5 separate regions of the Mus musculus genome follow, and all the other regions are linked to region 1. Evidence: chromatin contacts called from public Micro-C and promoter capture Hi-C data. All regions are on one chromosome and are shown on one strand. Each heading gives the region's core, a stretch centred on a gene start, on an enhancer-like site or on the middle of the called end of the contact. The rest is flanking DNA. Distances are from core to core; before and after follow the strand shown.

Region 1 (4,608 bases), core at 7-2,506:
TCCTCCCTCCGCTCCCCACACCGCCCGCCCGCCCGCCGGCCGCTCACTCGCACGCCCGTGCTCCTGAGGAGCCCGCCTCAAGCGGCTCCCCCGCGACGCGCGCCTCAGCAGCGCTGGGTGGCTTTGGCGCTCACCGCCTGAATGGCCGGGACGTCCAGCAGCGCGCGCCTCCCGCTGTCGTCTGGTGTCCCCCGCGGAGCCGCTCGCTCCTCTCCTGTCCGGCCCTGGCCGGCCGGCGGCAGTTATCTGTCCGCCCGTCTCCCCGCCCCCACCGCGCCTGAGACTCACGCAGCGCCCCCGCCCCCTCACCGCACGGGGTCTCGAGGGCTCTCCCGAGTGGGCCAAAGGTCGCCGCCGGGGCCGCTGCCGCCACCGCCACCGCTCGCTGAGGGGGGTGTCCCCCGGAGCGCCGGCGTTCGCGGCCCTGTCGAGAGCCACCGAGTCAGCGGGCGGCCGTCCGAGAGCGGCCCTTTAAACCGCCGCCCGCCCGCCCCGCCATGCAGCCCGGCTTTTCTTTTTTTTTTTTTTTCCTTTTTTTTCTTTTTCTTTTTGGGAAGCGCCAAGAGACCCAAGTGTCGAGGCCTCGGCGGTGGCTGTGGCGGCGGCGGCGCCACCCCCCAGAAAGTGCCAGAAAACACAAGCACCTGAGAAATGCCCCAACTCCAAACTCCCAAGAACCGAGTCCCCAGCGGCCCGAGCCCGCTCCTCCTCACTTGTCACCTCCGCCCCCTCCTCTTGAGCTCTGTTTCGCTCCCCACCCCGGGTCTCAGCCCCGAGTCCCCTTCGACGCCATCACTCCCGGTCCCCCGCTGTCCGCGCTGCGGGCTCCCCCGGGCCTTGCCTCTCCTCCCTCGCCGCGCGTCTCCCGCTCTTCCCGCTATTTTGGGCACCGGGCGTCTTTTTCTAAGTTTCTTCCCATGTTGGGCCGGGTCACTCCTTACTTTCCCCCACCTTGTCCCCTTCCCGTGTGTCGCCGCGCCCCTCCATTTCTGGCCGGCCCTCGCCTCCATTTCTCCGTTCGCGCCTTGACCCCCTCCCCTCTTATTTCCCTCCTTGATTTCTCTCCCCGCACCTCACCTTAGCGCCCCTCTTTCTCCTCACTCAGCTTGGCTGCTCTCTCCATGCGCCCCGACCCCAGAAAGCTGTCCCCTCGCGTCCCAAAGCCCCCTACCTGCCACTTCAGGTAAACCGGCTCCGTCGACCCCTCGAGAGACTTGCCCAGCAGCCCGCACGCACGCAGAGTGAGAAGGGGAGTGATGCGTCTGTCCCGTAATGGCGGCGGAGGGATCTGGGAGAATAAACCCGGGGCGGAGGTATAGTGAAAGGGCACATATAGGGGCCAGCCTGGTGCCCTGGGGTGATGCCCCTGCTGTCTGAGCTGCGGGGACGCGCAAGGTGACCATGTAAGACAGCTTTTTTAGAATGTCTCAGAACTTAGAACATGTCGAATGCGGAGCATTTGAGCAGTTTTTGAGTCTTGGACAAATGAAAACCCGTTCACAATATTCAGGGGGTTTTTATATAAAACCCAAATAAATTTCTATTTATTCCTACTCCTTTACAACCCCCCTCCGCCCCCTTCATTTGCTTCATTCAAGAACCCAGGGCATTTGAAATACAGCAGTATATGCTGCCATCTTCTGCCCAAAACCTGAACTATTTTCTGTTCCCGTGTAAGGTTCCGCCGCTCAGCGGGACACTACAGGTGCCTCCTGGTGGAAGAATCCACTGGGACTCCAAGCCGGGGCAAGAGTTGCTCAGTTTTAAGAAAGCTGAAGTTCCAGTTGCCTGAACCCTGATAAATGTGACTTAAATACGTTTGAAATTTCCTAGACTACTGTGGCAGAGCGCACCCCAAGATCCCAGCTACTCGCAAAGCGGAAGCAGGCTTGTTTGTGTCAGGCCAGGCTGAACTAAACAGTGAGATTGTCTCAAAAAACACAAGCCACATAAAACGAGCCTTCAAGCCACCCCTGAAATTAATTAGGAGCAAAGTGCAGCCAACTAATTCCTGTTTCCCACTCTTTGCAACTGTTACATGAGGCCCAAAATATGGGTAACTGGGGAAGGCAGTACTCTGTGCTATAGTGGCTAGAGACCCCAAATCGTGCTGTATCTCCAGTTCCTGAGAGGATCCCAAGGCCCAGGATGAAAGAGGATTGTGGCTATTGCGTAAAGCACTATACCCGAGTATATATACATCCCCATAGACTATGAAACTTCTATTTTTTTCTCTTAAAAGCCCATCACGTCATTTTTCTTGTATTTCCTTCTTCTTTTTTTTTAAATGTTCTTGGATAAAAGCCAGAGGAGGTAGTAGAATATAAAATTTCATCTGCATTGTGTAGATTTATAGCCTTCTGAATTGTTTTTTAATTACAGTGTTTATTATTTTCCTTCTTGTTTATAATTATTTTATGTTAACTCTTATAATAAAATATATTAGTTCCATAAATGTTTATTTGCGTTTTGGGAACAGCTAGACCTTTTGCTTCTATGTTTGCCTGAGCCCTCTTATCTTTGTGTAACCTTGGGATGAGGCCCTGGTGGAAGTATTTTCTTCTTGACATTTGGCACCATTAAATTCAAGATTTTTGTCCCCTTGACATTTCCCTGTTGTGTAGTCCTTGCTCTCAAGAAGTATTGTTAATAATTCGGGACAGATTTGCCCAACATATCAAGACTGATCAAGAGCAAATAAAGTTGGGACACAGAAAAATCTAAATAGTACAGAGATAGAGTTCAGAGAGCCGCCATTTCTGTGCATACAAGTCCAGCCTGTGTTGACAGACTGCATACCTCGTGAGGGAAGGCTGACTGGACAGGGCCTCCTGGGCTCTCCTCTGTGAAGCCTTGCTTTACTGTCATACACTGTAGTGGATGGAGAGATTCCAAGCAAATGGTCTTGCATAGATTCAGAATGCAGGGGCCTGGGGCACTAGCAGACAAAGATGGTGGCTTTTTGGGTGGGGCAAAAAAGAAACACATCTACTTCTTAGAGTAATTCAACAGCCATTTACTGTACACGTGTTCTGTGCCAGGTCCAGCGTTAATGGAAATTCAGAGAAAAATAAGATACACTCCAAAGCTGCTGCCACGAACTCCTAATCTAGCTGGGAAAAGAGACATACAGACAAACAACATACTCCACGTCAAGCTGAGCCTGAAACCCCAGGGTTTTGGGAGACTAAGGCAGGAGGATCACAGGTACATGAGTCATTCTCTCTGTCGTATGACTGCACAGGCATGTGTGTTAAGGGTTGAGGATAGAGTTCAATGGTGGAGTACGTGGCTAACATGAAAAAAGCTCTAGGTCCAATTGAGCACCTTTAAAAAGTCCAAGAAATAAAACCCAAGCTTACCACTACAAGTGGTAAGAGGTAGACACTTACTGATTTGTGGGCAGGCAAAAGTATGTGCTAGAGAAGGTGGAGGAGGCTTTACTTGGGAATGGAAGGACAGTCCACACATTCTCCTTGCTTGGATTACAGTATGGATACATCTTTTTTGAAGGCATTTTTATTAGATATTTTCTTCATTTACATTTCAAATGCTATCCCTAAAGCTCCCTATATCCTCCCCACCCCCACCCTCCACCCCCGACCTGCTTCCCAACTCACCCACTCCTGCTTCCTGGCCCTGGCATTCCCCTGCACTGGGCATATGAGCCTGGCAAACACAGAAGTGGATGCCCACAGTCAGCTATTGGATGGAACACAGGGCCCCCAATGGAGAAGCTAGAGAAAGCACCCAAGGAGCTAAAGGTGTCTGCAACCCTATAGGAGGAACAACAGTATGAACTAATCAGTACCCCACCCCCCAGCTGTGTCTCTAGTATAGATACATCTTAATGAATCCACCATGAACTGAAAATATCATAAGTTAAAAAAAATGAAATTTTCTACGTAGTTCACTGAGCACCAGAGTTTAGCAACACAGGAGTCCATATGACCCTCCTAGTCATATGTGTCCTAGTCATATGTGTCCTAGTCATATGGCTTACTGGGAGCTGCCCATCATGCAAATCCTAAATGTGAAGTAGAGTTTCTACCGAATACATATTGACTTTTGCACCATCATAAAACACAAAATCCGTAAGTAGAATCCTTAAAGCCCAGGGACCAGTGGAGTGAGGTCTATGTATGAAAATAGTATGTTGGGATCCTGTGTGAATTTCAAACGAGTTTTGTGTTACTGGAGGATAAAATATGAGAGATAAAAATCGAGAGTTGGAAGAGATTTAGAACCCACATCTTAGGGGGCCCAGTGTAAAAAAAACATTAAAGAAAAATTTGTCCTGAGCCTAGTGTGGTGCCTTACATCTGCAATCCCACACTCAAAGTGACTTTGGACTATATAAGAGACCCTGGCTAAAATCAGCGAACCACAAATCTATCTGTCTCACAAATCTACCTTGCTTTAGATAACCATTAAGAAAAGGATAAATATCATTTATTGGATACTAACTATGAGCACAAATGCACACATCTATATGTATGTGCATACACTATTATTTAATTTCTCACAATAGTACTATGAAATAGGTATGATTTAGGTGATGATGCAAACTTGGATAAATTAAATATGCTCTCAGGTTACACAAAGAAT
Region 2 (4,579 bases), core at 1,459-3,958, 540 kb before region 1:
TAGATCTGAGAGCCACCATTTTCTCTATCTTCAACCTTCTGGAAAACACGACAGGGCACTGGACTCCATCTTGAAGAGTCCCAGTAGATCCCTAAAATAAATAGCCTTTACTTTTCCAAGTGGGAAGAGGGACGGAATACCTTTATATCTGCCACTGTGCTGCAAACACACAGAACCTATTTCCAGAGTATTCCTGAACAATCTGCACGTCTGATAATTTCAGTAAAGGCAGACAAACGTCTGAAACCCAGTGGTGTAAGGCCAGTGTTTTTCACAATGCAATATGATTTATTAATATATCATGGTCTCTATCTTTAAAATATAAAGTGTTAGATTGTACTTGCACATAATAATGATTTTTACAAATATGTCAATTATATTGTCTATCTGTGAACTACAGACACAATATAAAGGTGTTTTTTTTTTTTTTTTTTAAAGAAAGCGGCTTGCTACTTATTCCAGGCTGGCCTTGAACTTGTGATCCTCCTGCTTCAGTCTAGTGCTCTCAGCAGTACAGATATAATCCCTTATACCCAGTTCTTAAAATGTATTTCCTTCTATGACTCAGTGTCAAAAGACTTCCAAAACGGTGGCTGAATATTACAGATATGGAATTAATGGAGAAAGGGGCACAACAAAGACCAAACAAGGAAACCAACTGGAATACCAAAATATATATAACACTCTGTAAAAGCATCTAGAGACTTAACAAAATGGAAGGTATTTAATCTGTGATCACCCACAGTAATAAAGGGAATTATGGCATTGCTTATTTGGCTAAAAATCAATAATTTAAGTACCCTACTCCCATATTTTTGTTTATCTTGCATAATAGCAAGCAGAATAATAAATTACTAAAACTTCATTATCACTTCCCCTTTGCCATATGCCGTGAAGTTGTGAAAAGCACAGTACCCGAGACAAGGGCAGTAGTTCAGGACCTTCGTAATCGAATTCCACTCCCTGGGTAACAAAAAAATATTATTAAAACCATCCTATGTCTCCTAGCTTACACCTGGTATCAGATAGCCAAGTTAATTTTACACCATTTTTTTCCCTACCTTTCTCCTTTGCAAATCAAGCAATTCGTGGGAAACTCCTCTAACATGAAGATACTTCCCTATCAGCGACTAAGGGTACGCACACCTAGACTTCCCTACTCTGGAGCAGGAGAAATCTGGGCACTCTGCCCAAAGACTTTCCTGGGACTTAGGAAGCACGGTGGCCTCCTCCGCAGGAGCATCTTACCGGCTGATCCCTCTGCTTTCCCCGGGGCTCCGGGACAGACGGACAGGCTTTTTCCCGGACTCTGGGACGGACCTGCTCTCCGCCCCATCCCCCACCCCGGGCCTTCCGGACGGACCCTTTTCCCCCACCTCCGGGTTCCCGTATGGACCCGCTTTCGCCTTGGCCTCCCAGACGGACCCGCTCTCCCCTCGGGCTCCGAGACGGACCCGCTTTCCCCCCGGACTCCGGGACTGATCCAGGATCTGCTCTCCCCAGGCTCCTGGACGAACCCGCTTCCCACCCCGGGCTCCGGGTCGGACCCCGGACCCGTTTTCCGCCCGGGGTCCCGGACGGACCCGCTTTCCCCCCGGGCTCCGGATCGGACCCCGGACCTACTCTCCCCGGGCTCCCGGACCGACCCGGTTTTCCCCCAGGCTCCCGGACGGACCCCAGACCCGCTTTCCGCTGGGGTCCCGGACGGACCCGCTTTCTCCCCGGGCTCCGGGACGGACCCCGGAACTGCTTTCCTCCGGGGGCCCGGACGGACCCGCTTTCCCCGCCGGGCTCCGGAACGAACCCTGGACCGGCTCTCCCCGAGGTCCCGGACGGAGCCGCTTTCCCCCGCGGGCTCCTGGATAGACCCACTCTCTCCCCCGGGGCTACCAGACGGACCCCGGACCCGCTCTCCTATGGGCTCCGGGACGGACTACGGACCCGCTCTCTCCCGGGCTCCCGGACGGACCCGCTCTCCCCCGGGCTCCCGGACGGACCCGCTCTCCCCCGGGCTCCCGGACGGACCCGCTCTCCCCCGGGCTCCCGGACGGACCCGCTCTCCCCCGGGCTCCCGGACGGACCCGCTCTCCCCCGGGCTCCCGGACGGACCCGCTCTCCCCCGGGCTCCCGGACGGACCCGCTCTCCCCCGGGCTCCCGGACGGACCCGCTCTCCCCCGGGCTCCCGGACGGACCCGCTCTCCCCCGGGCTCCCGGACGGACCCGCTTTCCCCCACCCCCCACCCTGGGCTCCGAGACGGCCACGCTTTCTCCCCGGCCTCCCGGACGGACCTGCTCTTCCCCACGGCCTCCCGGAACGACCCGCTTTTTCCCCCAGCCTCCCGGAGGGACAGGCTTTCCCCCATACGGAATAAAAAGCGCAATCCCACCGCAAGCGCCCAGGGCTCCGCGACCTCCAAGGTACAGGCTCCGGTGGAACCAGTGCCTAGCAGGGACAGAGTCGGCACAACACGTGTTTCTGTCACGGGAGGGGGCGTGAAGAGTCGGAGCATCGCCGAGACCAAAGCTTTCCCATCCCCGCCCGTGAGTCCTACCCTTCCGCGTCCACTGCTCCGCTCCGGACCCGCTGAAGGTACTGAGTTCTCAGACCCGGAATTGGCGACCTGGTAAGGGTGGGGGGCGGCGCGGGAAAGCTCGCCGCGAAAAGCCTGCGGGACAAACGTTAAAGTCCTGCTCTTACCTCCGTGGCTGAACTCGCTCGCTGTCCCGTCTACAAAGTGAGGGCGGAGGCGGGGCGAGAGGCAGGTCCAAGAGAAGGGGGCGGACCCGGACTCGGGCGGAGAAGCAGCAAACTCCCAGGCGCCAGCAGCAACAGATCCTGCAGCCTAACCCGAGTCGACCTACTTAGCTGGAAAAGGGCGGCCGTGGAGGCCAAGCATGGGATTCCCCGGGATTGGTTGCTGCTGGTATTGTTTTAAAGGAGACGCTTCTATGATTGGCTAGCAGAGTCAAACGGGTCCTACAGGTGGAAAAAAAGCGGGTTCAACAAAGTTGTTACCCGGGCAACAGAGAGACGCACAGCGAGGGAGCAGCAGTCTATTTTCGTCCCCTAGGCTGTGAGCTGTGCGGAGCACCGACCAAGGTGAGGAAAACTGAAACTTAGGAGTGAAAACAGAGGAGGGTGCTCAATGCTGTGACTGTCAGAGGAACTAGGGAGAATTTAAAAATACTTTAGAGCTCAATGAGATAGCCCCCAAAAGCCCTATGTTGCTCAAAGTGGAGGCAAATGTTCTCAAAGTTCCTCCCACCCCCCTCAACCCCTGAAGCATGATGTTTCTAGAAAACTACAGAAGGGATGGGTGCTGAACCTCAAAATATTTCCCAATTTTCCTTTCTCAAATCTCACACATACTCAATGGGTCCCCAGTGAGACCCCCCCCCATTTTCATTAAAAAATTAATTTTTAGGTACGTCTGGTGTTCAAAGTTGAAAGACTCATTGTACCTTCCATTTTATGTGAAAAGCAGTATTATTTCAGGGCCAGCAGGTCTTGGATGGGAAATAGAGGAAGAGAGCACTCTGTAAAGTCTTTCAGACATGAAAAAATTAAAATAAAATTGCCCTCACCTCTCACTATGGAACAGTATATCCGTGGGAGGGGATTTCAGTAGCCTGAAAGTTCTGAGGTCATTGGTCATATCCTTAAGAGTGAAGACCAATGGTCACACTCATATTTACTGTACCTTAAAAATATTATTACTCAACCAAAGACTGATTAGGGGAGTATTTTGTCATTTGACTTTAACTTTGAAAACATACACAACTGGGATAAAAACCAAATCTGAGGGATGGGAAAGCACCGAGTTCGAGCTGAGAGATAAGGATTGTTAATCTTAAGAATTTTCCTGTCATAATAGGGATTCAGAACAGACTACAGAAGTAAACAAAACTGGCTTTTTTTTTAACCTTAGTCGTATACTTCAAGAACTGAAAGAAAAATTACCAGTTGACTCTTTTTTTATATAGGAGTGGAATACAAAACTAAGAAAAAAGTACTGCCAACTGTATTAAGTTTACCTGAAATGTGCTATATAGTACCCCATCCCATTTACAATTTAGGCTCCCCTAAACATAAGATCCTTCTGCCACAGCCCTCCCAAGTGCTAGGATTGCAGGCATACTACACAGCTTTTGATGACTCAGGACGAGTCCTATCAAAATAAAGTTTTGCATCTCAGAGTAAAAATTTAGTTTCTAGCTCATGTGAGACCAGCTCCTAGGGAGACTGACATGTGAGGTTCCTTTGAACCCAGGAGTTCAAGATCAGCCTGGCCGAGTTAGGAAGATCAAGTCTCAAAAACCAAAGCAAAGCAACACATCTTTAAAAGGATGGGAGAGACTCTGTGTTTTAAAATAAAGAAACTAGATAAAGTGCAGATGTAGGAATTATTAAACCAAGCAAGGCTTAGGATTTTTTTGTTTATTTGTTTGTTTTGAGACAGGGTTTCTCTGTATAGTCCTGGCTGTCCTGGAACTCACTTTGTAGACCAGGCTGGCATCGAACTCAGAAATCCACCTGCCTCTGCCTCCCCAGTGCTGGGATTAAAGGCATGTACCACC
Region 3 (4,020 bases), core at 494-2,993, 730 kb before region 1:
AAACCATAGGGGAAAACCTAAACGATAGAGTCACCTCAGTCTGGAAATTCAAGCTGTATCATCAATGTTACTTTCCTCCTGAACTTTCTAGAAAGCAATCAGCAACCTACTCTATACCATTTGGGCTCATAGCCAAACTAATCATCAGAATCCTCCAGCACCTTCCAAATAACTCTTCTGACTCTTCCTGTGGCTCACCGACATCTTTAGGAAAACAAGTCTCCTGGCATGGCCACAGTGGTGGCTTACGTCCCCACTGGGGTTCATTCATGTGGCTCTGAAACCATTTTCAAGAGTCTTGTTCTGTGCTAACTAGCCATATAAATCTGTCTTCCTTCTTTCAGTTTTTGAAATATTTATAATGTGCTTGCTCTGCTGCATTTTGCGCAGAACTGCTTTTCATCTTTGCCTTTTGAACAGTACATTAGTGCAGAAGCGATGCACTCAGCTCTAAGGAATCAAGTGAATTTTTTTCCTTTTTTTTTTTTTTTTGAGCGAGCACCGGTGCACCCAGAGGTTAAGTCCTTAAGGCCTCCGTATTCATTCCAGCGGTGTGAGGGCGCTCGTGGACTACGGACCCAGCCCTCTGCAGTCTCCGGGAGCCAAATGCACTCGTGTCATCATCTAAGAGATGGCCCATCATTCCTAGACTTAAGTCTCTAAAGTTAAAGAAGTCATTTCCAGATCTTTCCAACTACTCTACAGGGCCCTCTGCACTGTTCCTTTGCCAGCCTGGGGCCCTCTGTCGGTCGCCAGCCTTGGTCAAATCCAGTCGCTTCGGGGCCCGATATTTTTATGCATTGCTCTTTGATTATTAACTAAGAATCCTAAAGTGACTGGAACATCACGATCCAGACAGAACAACAGCGCGGGAACCCTACCAAACTCTTAGTACACACCTCGCTTCCTCGGCTTTCCAGGCACGATCTAGTCCCGTCGCCCCCCTACCCCACCCCACCCCACCTCACCCTACCCCATCCCACCCCACCCTACCCTCCCTGTCCCCCTCCCTAAGAGATCACGGTGGCCGAGCTCCCCCAGCCCGTCCCGAGAGGACCCGCCCCACGCGCCTCGTGCATTCCTCTTGCGTCCACCGCACCACGCTGGCACCTCTGCCTCGGGCTTGCGACCCGCCACCCGGCCCGCCCTCGTCACTCACCTAGCAGCTCCGCGATGGCACTGAAGGGTCGCGTGTGGCTGCTGGAGTTGCTCTGGAGGTAGCGGGGGCTCATCTGGGGGCGAGAGAAGGTTCCGTCCCGCGTGAGGCCTCAGCTCGCCCAGCCCTCCCCGCGCGCCCCCCGCAGCCCTGGGACCCGGGCGCGCTCGCGCGAGTCCGTCCCCTCGGGGGCCCCCGGACCTACCGTGCTCAGGCGGATCCTGAAGGCCTGCGGGACGCTGCCCGCCCGGGCCAGTCCGCCTCCCGGCGTTCCGGGGCCCGCAGGGGCCCCTCGGTACAGGAGCATTTTTTTGGCCGCCAGGATACCGGTTTGCTGCTGCCGGACCCCTGGGCCGGCTGTCCCCGCACTAGATCGCGCTGTCCCCCGACTCGCAGCTGGCGGTGGCCGTCCCGGACTGGCCCTCTCTCGTTCCCACTCGCAGCTGGCAGAGGCGGGGCGCGCTGCAGCCACCTGTCCCCAGCGGGAGGGGTGAAGCCGGAGGAACCCAGCGTCTGCCCGCCCCGCCTTGTCAGCACCTCTCCTGACCCACCGACTGCCAGGGCTGCCCCTGGGCCGTACAGAAATATGGCGATCTCCTGACAGACGCTCCTCCATCCCCGCCCCTAATTAATTCTTGGCGTTTGCCATAGGCCAGGCGGCCGAGCGGGAAAGCGCGAGGGGAGGGGGGATGGCGGTGCGTGGGGAGGGGCGGGAATGTGGCAAGAGGAGGGAGAGCGTGCATGGGATTTCTGGAGTCCCACTTAGGCTTCATGACTAACAGGCAGGATAAGACAAGTCTTTGAATTTCGAAGGACTGCAGTTTTGCTATCTGGGAAGATAGGCTGGAGCTAAGGGGAATTATTCCCACTAGCTACTTCGAAAGCTTATGGAAGCACCAGGAACTTTCTAGAATGCAATTGGCAAACGGCCTACCGATCCTTCAAACCGGCAGGGAGACTTTATAGTAGGAGAAACTGAATTTACTCGCTGCAAATAGGGGGTTGGTTATGTTATAGGATGCGCATAAAGTAATATGCAGCTTTGTGTGTTTGTGCTCTTGGGGGCGCATCGTTTGCACACCACTGACATTTGAAGGCCTGGTGTCTCTGGGACTGCGGTTCCAAACTCACACAGCCATGCTTTTTCAACAGTCTTTAAAATTATTGCGCTTGCTTATTTTGTGTGATTGTGTGTCTGTGTGCACGTGTGGCGATCAGCACACAATTTGAGGGAGTTAAGTTCTCACCTTCCACCTTCTGTAAGTTTGGGGTTCTCAGGTCTTGTGACAAGCACCTTCATCCCTGAGCCATTTCCCTGCCCCTATATTCCACTTTTAAAGGGCATGCCTGCTGTGAGTCTACATTTACCTGTGCTGTGGAGTCATCATGTAGTGTTGACAGCAAACCCAGGTCCTGGAAGGGCACACTACGCAAGCACCCCTACCACCATTATCACTACTCCCAACCCTGTGAGCACTGGGGTTGCAGTCATTTTTATGTGGGTGCTGGGGATCTGAACTGGGGTTCTCAGACTTGTATGGCAAATGTTTTACCAACTGGGCCACTTCTCCAGACTCCTTTTTCTGTGTGTGTGTGCGCGCGCGCACGCAGGTGTATATGTGTTCTTATGGGTGGCGAGGTTTTCACGTGTCCATTTGTACATGGAAGCCAAAGGTCATCATCTTGTTTGTTGAGACAGGGTCTTTCAACAGCCTAGAAATCACTAAGTAAGCATGGGGTGATTAGCCAGCCAGCAATCTGCTTATTTCCGTCTCTCTCGGTGGTGGTGGTGGTGGTAAGGATTACAAAAGGACACTAACCCTGGCTTTTTCCTTTTTTTTTTTTTTTTTAAGAACACGAGGTCTGGGGATTGAACTTAGGTCCTTTTCCTTGCACAGCAAGCGCTTTCCCAACTGAGTGATTTGTTTTTGAGACACTCATTACCTAGCTCAGGCAGGCCTCTGGCTCTGTATCTTCCTTCCTCAGCATATGCTCAGACATCAGGGAGGGCCCCCACGCCCAGCATTACATTTATCTTCTGTTTGTAACGAAAACGTTTTTCAAAAACGTCCAGCTATAGATGCCTTATTGATGGGTAAAGTACCAGCCTTTAGTCCTTCCAGCAACTTAAGCTGCTGGCCACCTTCTACGGATGACTGCCTTACTCAACCACTTCCCAGTTTCCCTGTTATTAGACATTTAAGTTAAATGTAAAAATGTAAGTTGTAGCCATTGTGACTAACATGAGTGAAGATGTCTCTTCTTCTATAGTGATGCCATTTCCTTTGGATATGTATACTGAATGGGGATTTCTAGATAATTCTGTGTCTGGTTCTAGGTAATTCTATGTTTAAATGTTTTGAGGAAGCTCCATACATTTTTTTTTCATAATGGATGTACTAATTTGCACCCGCAACAACAGTTCGTAAAGGCTTCCTTTTCTCTACATCCACACCGGCAATTGTTTTCTTTCTCATTTTGTCATTTTTAACTAGAGTGAGGTGTTGCCACATTATGATTTTCGTTTCTGCCATACTGAGCGTTTTGAGTACACGTGTCTAGGATTGGGTCTTGTCCCTCCATCACCAAACTATGTCTCTCTCTCCAGCTCAGTTTTTATCCTTTATTTTGTGATAGATTCTCATTGAGGTTCCTGGACTGGCCTTGAAATTACTTTGTAGCCCAAGAAGGTTAAACATGTATTCATCCTTGTCAATATTCCAAGTAGCTGGAGTTAGTTACAGGCCTGCACCATCAAGCCCCAATGAGCATGTTGAAATAATGTATTGGCTTTTTGTATGTCTTTTTTTTTTTTTTTTGAGAAATTAACTTTCCCCATAAGGCTCATGAAACTGGGTAAGGGG
Region 4 (4,379 bases), core at 784-3,283, 600 kb before region 1:
ACTGAGGTGAGCAGCCCTTCCAACTCTGAAATCCTCCCATGAAGTGCACTTCCAAGGCACTGGTCTGAAGCAACAACAAACGTTGACTGGCTACAGTTCTTACCGGGAGGACAGTCTGAGGCTCAACACAGAGGAAGCTGAAGCCATGTGAGGTCATAAGATCTGAAGCCACTAGAGAAGAAATTCTGAAGAAGGGCAGAAAGTATGAAGAGCGTCTTGTGGGGTAGACAACTGGATCAGGGCTGTGAGCCAACCTCAAGTGATTAAGAACTCTTACTCACGTCCCAAGAAATAACACAACCATGTAACCATATGAGAACAGGGTAGAGACACATGAACAAACACAAAGATGAGTTAAATCCATGAGAAAACTAAATATCGAATTTCTTACCAAACAGACCTTGTCTACTGGGGTTTATAATAAGTACAAAAAAATCCCTGTAATTATAAGATTCCTAGAAAGAGCTGGACCCATATTGAAATATTCTAAAATAACTCTAGAACTAAGTTTTTAAAAACCTTTTAAGTCTATCTTTATTTACAATCCCAAAAGTTACTGCTAAATTTAATCTGTTAAACATGAATAAGCATATCAACACACATGGCTCTATTGAGAAATACTGTGGGTTTTTAAAAAAAGCTTATCACAGAAAAAGACAATATACTCTCATTTATATAAGGTTAAAGCACAGATGATACTAGGAATATTTTGTTCAGGGATTAAACTCTTATGTGGAAAATGAACTAAAAAACAAAAAACAAAACAGGAACAAACAGCTGGGCTGTGGTGGCTCACACCTTTAATCCCAGGACCTAGGAGGCAGAGGCAAGCGGATTTCTGAGTTCGAGGCCAGTCTGGTCTACAGAATGAGTTCCAGGACAGCCAGGGCTACACAGAGAAACCTTGTCTTAAAAAAACCCAAGAAAACAAAACAAAAACAAACAAACAAAAGGCAAAGGAATAATTGTAATTGGTGCAAACTCCTAGATAAAAGGGGAAGAAGCAATCTGAGAGCCAAGGGGGCTTCTAAGGCACTTATGTGAATCATGTCCTACCTCTTAACCTGTATAGCAAACAGCTCTTTATAATCACCCAAGCAATACACTAGATTCACTTTCCATGTATGAGGAATCTCATCACAGAATAATTAAAATAATTCAAGCAGAGGAAACATGAAAACAAGACAACAAATGAAACAAACAACAACAAAAACCTTTTAAAAACAATTCAGGAGAAAGCATTCCTAAACAGGTTCTTTGTGCCACTGTTCCAGTGCGAAGATTCAATGGCAGTGTGAAGCCAAAACTAAGTGGCTCCTTTTTCTTAAGGTTTCCTGTCCTGTCAATAACTGGGAAGCTCCGGCCTCAGGGAGGTCCGCACCAGGCTCAAAGGGCCATTTACTGCAGAATCAGGAGGGGAAACTGCCCTAAGTTTCCTTTCTTCTTCCAAAGCACCCGAAGCCAGATCTGCGCTCAATTTGGAGATGCAAACTATCACCCTGTAACTTGAAGATCTCAAAGCACTACCCGGTGTGGCGGGCCCATTATGTCTTTAAAATCTAGACAAAGTAAAGTGCCCACCCTCTGACCCTCTGGCCGGTGAGACCTAGCAGGACCAGCGGGCGGGCCAGGGAGTGGCTGGCGTGAGCATCCGGAGAGTCAGGAATGTGAGAGGCCAGGCAGCTCCAGACGCTTCTGCCCTGAGGGAAACATTCCAGTGGAAACCCGCCTGGCTACGGCCCTTCCAGAACTTCACCCCCGCAGACTGGTCCAGCCTGCCGGCCTTCCCTCCTCCTTTCTCCTTTGTCTTCCCGCTGGAGAAAAACCGCCCCTCAAGAACGTGACACATCCCAAACAAAAGGGAAAAAAAAAAAAAAGACACAAAAGTTTCATAGTAAAAGATAAAAGTTGCCTTCAGCAACCCGGATATGACCTTACCTCTTCATGTTTCCGCAGGCCCCTATCACTAACTTGGGTAAATAGGAAGGAGACCTCAACTCCCAGCAATCTGTGCGGCAGACTCAAAGGTGATGAAGGTTGGAGCGTGGAACTCTGGGAAGTGTAGTAATGTGATGATGGAAAGAGAAAGCGGGTATTGGGTGATGGGTTTATTGGAAATTAAGAATTTTTGGCCCAGGTTAAAGATAACATCCAAAATATAAAGCTCATAAGCCTAGGATTCACCTTTGGCTTCTTGGATTTTTCTCTAAGTATCAATAAATCCTATATTGTTCCTAATCACCGTCTTCATTCTTGTCAGCAAGGCTTCTCTTTTAAGGATTTATCTGACCTGCCTGCTGTTTCCCCTCAAGCCTCTGGTCTAACCACATTGTATGCACTAATGCTTCTCTCTTAGTTGTAACAGATCCTTCTGGGTTCCCTTAGTTTAAAGTCAGAAGCAGTACGTACCCAGACTTTTGAATATTTTATAAAAATATATCGAAGCCAGAGTCAGATATGGTACTGAACCGGAGTTCAGTTCCCATACAGCAGTTCACAATTGTCGATAACTCCAGTTCTGAGCATCTGACTTGTTTTTGGGACACCAAGCACACACGTACATGCAGGCAAAAAACTCCGATGCAGAGCATAGCTTATTTTTAAAAAGCTTCGTATAGAAAAGTGTTTAAAAGCATTAGTTCCCGGGTTTAGGGATGTAGCTGAATCTGTAACGTGCTGGCTTGACATGCATGCACAAAGCCCCCTGTGGGATCCTCAACACCACACAAACTGGGAGTGGAATACTTGTTCGGGAAGTTCAAAGGCAGGCTGGACTACACGAGACCCAATTTCAACAATAGCAACAGCATGAATAACAAAAACAATAAAAGTATGTGTTCTTAATGGCCCAAAATGGAAAAGCAAGTATCTCTAAAGTTATGAAAATGTATTAATTTATAAGATGGAAATTTCAAGCTACAAAGCTCATTTAATTACATAGCTCAAAGCAAGCCAGGTCTACATATTCTCAAAAAAAAAAAAAAAAAGAAAGAAAGAAAAAAACTAAAAACAAAACCAAAACAAAACAAAAATATAAAACAAAGAAGGACTACTACCATGCCTCCAAACTATAAAAGGTAAGTAGAAAATTCTGAGACTCTGCACATTTATGAGGAAACAAGAGAAATATGATTTCTAAATGTATTGTAGGATCTTGAAATAGACAGAGGACACACGGTAAAAACTAAGTACATATAAATAAAGTATAGTTTTTATTTAATAAGTTTCATTGTACATGACAAATATACTGTTGTGTTAGACATGAACTCTAAGAAAAACAGTAGAGTACATATGGAACACTAGAGTATGAAGCTCTAATGTAAATCTAGAACTATGTTAAAATAAAACATGATTTTTGAGATCTGTGGATTGTATCCAGGCTATTCTGTACTTTTTTTTAGTTAATATCCACTTCTTAGTGAGTACATACCATGCACGTCCTTTTGGGTCTGGGTTACCTCACTCAGGATGATATTTTCTAGTTCCATCCATTTGCCTGCAAAACTCAGGATGTCCTTGTTCTTAATAGCTGAATAGCACTCCATTGTGTAAATGTATCACATTTTCTGTATCTATTCTTCAGTTGAGGGACATCTGGGTGGCTTCCAGCTTCTGACTATCGCAAATAAGGTCATAAGGTCACTATGAACATAGTGGAACACATGCTGCAGGGCCCAAGTGAGGATGCCTTAATTCCACTTGGGATGGAGAAGAAAACAATCACAGGAGGGGGAAGGGAGGGAAGGACTTGGGTGGTAAAGGGGACAAAGGGAACATGATCAGGTATTGGGTGAGGGAAAAGGACTGAAGCCCTGAGGGCCAGCAGAAGGAATGGAAACAGGCAACTTTGGGAGGCAGGAGGTGGGGGGGGGGAACCTCCAGAATGTACCAAAGACCTGGAAGGTGAGAGATTCTCAGGACTCAAAGGGAGGGACCTTAGATGAAATGCCTGACAGTAGGGAGAGGGAACTTATAGAGCCCATCTCCAGCAGGAAGACAGGGCATCAAGTGAAGGATGGAGTTGCTATCCCACAGTCACATCTCTGACCCATAAATGTTCCTGTCTGAAAGAACTACAGGGATGGAAATGGAGAGGAGCCTGAGGAAAAGAAAGTCCAGCAACAGACCCAAAGTGGGATCCAGCTCAAGGGGAGGTCCCAAGGCCTGACACTATTACTGAGGCTATGGAGTTCTCACAAAAAGGGACCTATCCTGACTGCCCTCTGAAAGACCCAACAAGCAGCTGAAAGAGTCAGATGCAGGTATTTACACCCAACCAACTGACAGAAGCAGCTGACCCCTGTGGTTGAATTAGGGAAAGGCTGAAAGAAGCTGAGGAGGAGGGTGACCCTGTAGGAGGACCAGCAGTCTCAATTAAC
Region 5 (4,517 bases), core at 1,869-4,368, 920 kb before region 1:
GGCTTGACACCATAAAGAGAACCTATGAGAGTCTATTGGTGAAGCCTAATTGCAATGAGAAACCCCAGCATATTAGAGATTCCAGTACCAACCATTAGATGGCTACCAGGAACAGCAGCAGCAGTGGAATAGAGTCAACCAGAGCTTTGAGTGCTACAGAGGACAGAGTTGGAGAAGTGACCCAAGCCCTTTCAAGAAACCCAGAAGATTGTGTGTAGAACAAGAACCTGTAAAGTCGAAGTTGCCTTGGAGACCCCAAGATGTTAGAGATGTCAGAGCCATGGAATACCTGCTGAGGAAAGATGCTGACAGGGAATGGAAACAGCCCAGGAGAAAAAAGTTTGTTGCAGTCAACAGCAATGAAAGGAGTTGGAGATCTGAAGAGTGTTTTGACATCAGATATGGAGATGCAGGATTTGGAATTTGTCCAGCTGGCTTTTGGTCTTGCATTTGTCCAATATTTCCCCACTGTGACATTTTGGAATGGTAATGTATATCCTGTGATGTTGGAGGTATGTGATCTGCTTTTTTATTATTTTTTTTTATTTTATAGGGGATTACAGTGAAGTAGTTGGATAAACATCAGAAGAGACTTTGAGCTTTGGACTTTTAACATTGTTGAGACTGTTAAAAACTATGGGGGTGGGGCATTTGAAGTTGACTAAATGTATTTTGCATTATGCTATGGCTAGGTATGTCCCCAGAGACTCATTGGTTTGTACAAGCCTATGGGGGCCAGGGAGTAGCATGTAGTAATTTGAGTATGTGTGACCCAGGGAATGGCACTAATAGGAGGTGTGACCTTGTTGGAGTAGATGTAGCTTTTTTGGAAGAAGTGTGTCACAGTGGGGGTGGTCTTTGAGACCCTTCTCCTAGCTGCCTAGAAGCCAGTCTTATCCTGTTTGACTTTGGAACAAGGTGTAGAACTCTCAGCTCCTTCAGCACCATGACTGCCTGGATACTACCCTGCTTCCCACTATGATGATAATATACTGAACTTCTGAACCTGTAAGCCAGCCCTAATTAAATGTTGTCCTTTATAAGAGTTGCCTTGGCAGCATAGACACACAGGTCCAAGGCCCCTGGCAAATATATATTAGGGGACTGACTGGTCTGGTTTCAGTGGGAGAAGATATACTCAATCCTTGAGAGACTTGAGGCCCCCAGGGAAGGGGGATGCCTGGTGGTGGGGAGCACACTCTAGGAGGCAAGGGAGGAGGAATGTGATGAGAAATTGTGGGAGGGGAAACAGGAGGGAAGGCAATGGCTAGAATGTAAATAAATAAAATAAGTAAAAAAAAGAGTTGCCTCGGTCATGGTATCCTTTCACAGCGATGAAAATCCTAACTAAGACACTTATTAATGAGCATAGCATGCGATACATTAAGTTCCAGGACAATATCAGCAGCGATATTCAAGATTGTTTGTAATTCCTAAGTATTTTACAGGAATATTCATAATTGGACAATGAAAAGAATGCCATGGTATTTTAAATGTGGTTTTAGAGAAACAATTATTTGCAAAGACTTGAAGTACATTATGATCAAGACAAATTTTAGCGCAATAGACATAATTCAATTTGAAAACTGTTTTCTTTATACAATCAGTGAAGTGTTTGTTTATAAATGCAAAAGTGTTCTAAATCCCCAGCTCCAGCTCCAAGCTGGAAGTGGGCCTGATCTTAAGACAGAGTATCTGGGTAGCCCTGGCTGGGTTCAGCGTACAGAGAAGGAACCATCCAATCCTGATGCTCTTTGCCATAACTAGAACCATAAGCATACTGACGGACAATGGCGGCTGGAACTGTACAAATGAAGGAAGACAAAGGCTATCCACATTTGCTGCATTTATTGACCTTTTACTGTGAAGAAATGGAGAAACGATGTGCCTTAATACACCTTCAAAGGGTGACTTTGCGCTAGGAAACACTCTGCCTTGGGATTTTGCTTTGTTGGTGGTGGTGATGGTTGCGTTTTTCTTCCACAAAAATAAATACTTGCTTGTGACATATACCTGCTTCGCCAGAAACCGCCCAAGTCTTGGAAGATTTAGCCTGGAGACACTCCTTGGGGCAGAGTTCACTGGCTCCAGGACTCCTAGTCTGAGTGTCCCAGTCCATTGTCTTAGCCACATGGCCCTATATCTTTATTTTGAATACCTTGCCAACTTCTCAGGACCTTTTATTTGCATTCTTTCTGTAAGCCAGTTTTCACTTTCACTCTATTCTTTTCCTGTCGGGATTGAGTTATCCTAACAACAACAATAACAACAACCAGCCCTCAAATAATTCCTCACAGCAGAACTCTTTCATTTTAGTGCGTAGGCTGTTGTGCAGCATTGTCAAGGTATCAAGAAAATAGGCTGCCCTGCCCTGCAAGGAATTTCGGGTGTTTGTTTGTTTTTTAAGGTTAAAAAAAAAAAAAAGAAATACCTAAAAAGTTGGAGTAGAGATTTTTCAGCCAGTAGTCAAATAAACAGAGGCAGCATGGGGGAAGGGATAATCGCAAGTGTGTGTGTGTGAAGAAGTGTTTTCTGAGATTTACATTCTTCTGGTATGAATGGACAGAATTTAATTTAGGCAAGGCTTTTGAATAACAAGTCTATTCACCCACTGTGAGAGCGTGGGTAAGTAACTTCGCTTGCTAGCGCTTAGCGAGCAAAGCGGAGGATCCACTTTGAAAGATTTCCCTGAGGATTACCTGAGAAATCACCTACTACCTAATAGGCGCAAAGTAAATGGAAGTTGCTGCAGGCTACTGCTTCCTGGATGGGCCATTACTCAAAAATGCCGGAAACTTTGTTTTCAACAAACTAGTCCTCTCACTATAAAAGAACTAGGAACACTGCTGTCATACACGGGGTTAGCTTATTTGAAGCAAAAAGACAAAAGAAAACCCTCTTTAACTTTACACAGGCTAAACTCACTTAACTGGTGGCGGGAGCGCCTCAAAGGCGCCCCCAACCCACCCAACTAGTAACCCAGTGCATTGTGGGAAATGTAGTCTAGGGCTATATTAGACCGGGTACGGGAAAAGTGGATAGAAAACTACAACTCCCAAGAGGAGGTGAAGCGGGGCTATTTCCCAGTCTGGCAGTAGCTCCGTGGGAGGGAGTTGGCACTCTCTCTGCCTACGTGGGAGAGAAGGCACGGTTGGGGGAAGTGTGGAAAACCTCCGGAGGCGCCGCCGCCAACGGAAGACTTGGTGGGAGGAGAAGTAGAGGGGTAAAGACAGGCTGGGAGGGTGGAGGTGAGGAGGACAAATAGGTCGCCTCCGTTCCCGAGGCGGCACAAAGTTCTTCAAGATGTGGCTGAAGCCCGAGGAAGTGCTGTTGAAAAATGCGCTGAAGCTGTGGCTGATGGAAAGATCCAACGAGTACTTTGTCCTGCAAAGGCGTCGAGGCTACGGGGAAGAAGGAGGAGGGGGACTTACAGGTAAGAGGTTGTGGCCAGCTACACCTGCGTTAGGGCTGGGTCCGCTGTCACTGAATAGGTGGCAAGGCAAACAGTTACTCGTCGCTGCCCGCTGCCTCATCTTAAACCCAGGGCGACTGACTGGGGAATTCTGCTCCCGCCACCACCTTTCCTCTGCTACCACCGCGTCCTGACTGTCTTGCACAGGACTCCCAGTTGCTCTTTGGGTCTTACCGCGATAGGAGAAGCTAAGGGGGTTTCCAGTACCTGATGGGTCGCTTCCCATGGCGAAGGGGGCTGATGGGCAGTGCAGTGCGCTAGCTAGACTAGTCCCGTTAAGACAGGCGAGGAGAGCGGGTTCGCGGGTGTGGACTTAACTTTTTTTCCAAAACCTATACAAATAATCACCACCCTAGGGAGTGAGTGCGAGTGTGTGAGGGGCATTGCTAGGACATGGGAATCCTAAGGAGAACGAAGTGCCCCAATCACACCTTGAGAGAGAGGCTGCAAGTGAGATTTGGGTCGGGGCATGGGGCTGCTTGATGCTGGGGAAGTGAAGGAGTAGCCCTCAGAATTACTCACCTCCTCTCAGTTTCGCGTCTTTTGCTATATCCAAGTTTTCAACCCTTGGAATCCCTGTATTCTTCTAAGAGTACATTTCTCTCCAGTGAGTTTGGCTCTGCCCCTTCTTTCAAAGATGTGTAAACCAAACCAATTAAACAAGAAGGAGACTCAACTCTTCTAAGCCAGTCTCCCACAGTTGTTAATCTTAATTCAAAACTGGTCCATGTCTGAAGATTACAAAGAAGGCTGTTTTTAGATCCTTAGTCTTCCATAGGGGCTTTTTACAAATTTGGACCTTGGAGAGACAAGAGCTGTTTTTCATGGTAATTCTTAGTTTGGTATTAGGGCTTTGAAGTGGTGGAGCAGCTTAATTTGGGGAGGGTGATGTAGAGGGAAGAAGCAAAAATCTGACCACCTGAATTTTGATCATATCCTTACCTCTTGCCTGTTGGATGGCATTGATCAAATTCTTTCATATATGCAATCTTTTTTTTTTATGGTGGGTTTAAACTGCTTTTCTCTTCTGAGATTCTTTTTTTAT

The links. Promoter capture Hi-C pulls out the DNA fragments that hold promoters and counts their contacts. Hi-C and Micro-C count contacts between places; a contact is called where the count stands out from the background.
Region 2: a Micro-C map of embryonic stem cells shows a contact between it and region 1, with 4 times the contacts expected there. The contact joins the promoter of Nup62cl here to the promoter of Tsc22d3 in region 1. A contact is called at or near these places in 1 of 39 promoter capture datasets (the 3T3-L1 cell line) and 1 of 484 Hi-C or Micro-C datasets (embryonic stem cells).
Region 3: a contact with region 1 is called in a Micro-C map of embryonic stem cells, with 3 times the contacts expected there. The contact joins the promoter of Morc4 here to the promoter of Tsc22d3 in region 1. A contact is called at or near these places in 8 of 39 promoter capture datasets (the 3T3-L1 cell line, 3T3-L1-derived adipocytes, embryonic stem cells and 4 more), 4 of 484 Hi-C or Micro-C datasets (embryonic stem cells, myocytes and palatal mesenchyme), 3 of 115 datasets of contacts at active chromatin or transcription factors (embryonic hindbrain, forebrain and neural tube) and 1 of 9 other capture datasets (pancreatic islet).
Region 4: a promoter capture Hi-C map of hippocampal neurons shows a contact between it and region 1, with 4 times the contacts expected there. The contact joins the promoter of Rbm41 here to the promoter of Tsc22d3 in region 1. A contact is called at or near these places in 8 of 39 promoter capture datasets (the 3T3-L1 cell line, the C10 cell line, cranial neural crest and 4 more), 1 of 484 Hi-C or Micro-C datasets (cerebellum) and 1 of 115 datasets of contacts at active chromatin or transcription factors (the 230-238 cell line).
Region 5: a promoter capture Hi-C map of pre-B cells shows a contact between it and region 1, with 8 times the contacts expected there. The contact joins the promoter of Tbc1d8b here to the promoter of Tsc22d3 in region 1. A contact is called at or near these places in 4 of 39 promoter capture datasets (embryonic stem cells, hippocampal neurons, liver and 1 more) and 1 of 115 datasets of contacts at active chromatin or transcription factors (stem cell-derived neural progenitor cells).

The regions. Positions count from the first base shown.
Region 1 is chrX:140,599,266-140,603,873 of GRCm38.p6, forward strand. It overlaps Tsc22d3 (TSC22 domain family, member 3), which reads right to left and starts at 1,257. Exons shown (of 4, transcript NM_001077364.1): 1 at 1,172-1,257.
Region 2 is chrX:140,059,860-140,064,438 of GRCm38.p6, forward strand. It overlaps Nup62cl (nucleoporin 62 C-terminal like), which reads right to left and starts at 2,709. Exons shown (of 9, transcript NM_001081668.1): 1 at 2,554-2,709. It overlaps Dnaaf6b (dynein axonemal assembly factor 6B), which reads left to right and starts at 3,020. Exons shown (of 7, transcript NM_177921.3): 1 at 3,020-3,101.
Region 3 is chrX:139,869,911-139,873,930 of GRCm38.p6, forward strand. Morc4 (microrchidia 4) reads right to left here and starts at 1,744. Exons shown (of 17, transcript NM_001193309.1): 1 at 1,362-1,744; 2 at 1,160-1,232. The coding sequence starts at 1,463.
Region 4 is chrX:139,996,562-140,000,940 of GRCm38.p6, forward strand. Rbm41 (RNA binding motif protein 41) reads right to left here and starts at 2,034. Exons shown (of 7, transcript NM_153586.2): 1 at 1,939-2,034. The coding sequence starts at 1,946.
Region 5 is chrX:139,681,878-139,686,394 of GRCm38.p6, forward strand. Tbc1d8b (TBC1 domain family, member 8B) reads left to right here and starts at 3,119. Exons shown (of 21, transcript NM_001081499.2): 1 at 3,119-3,433. The coding sequence starts at 3,304.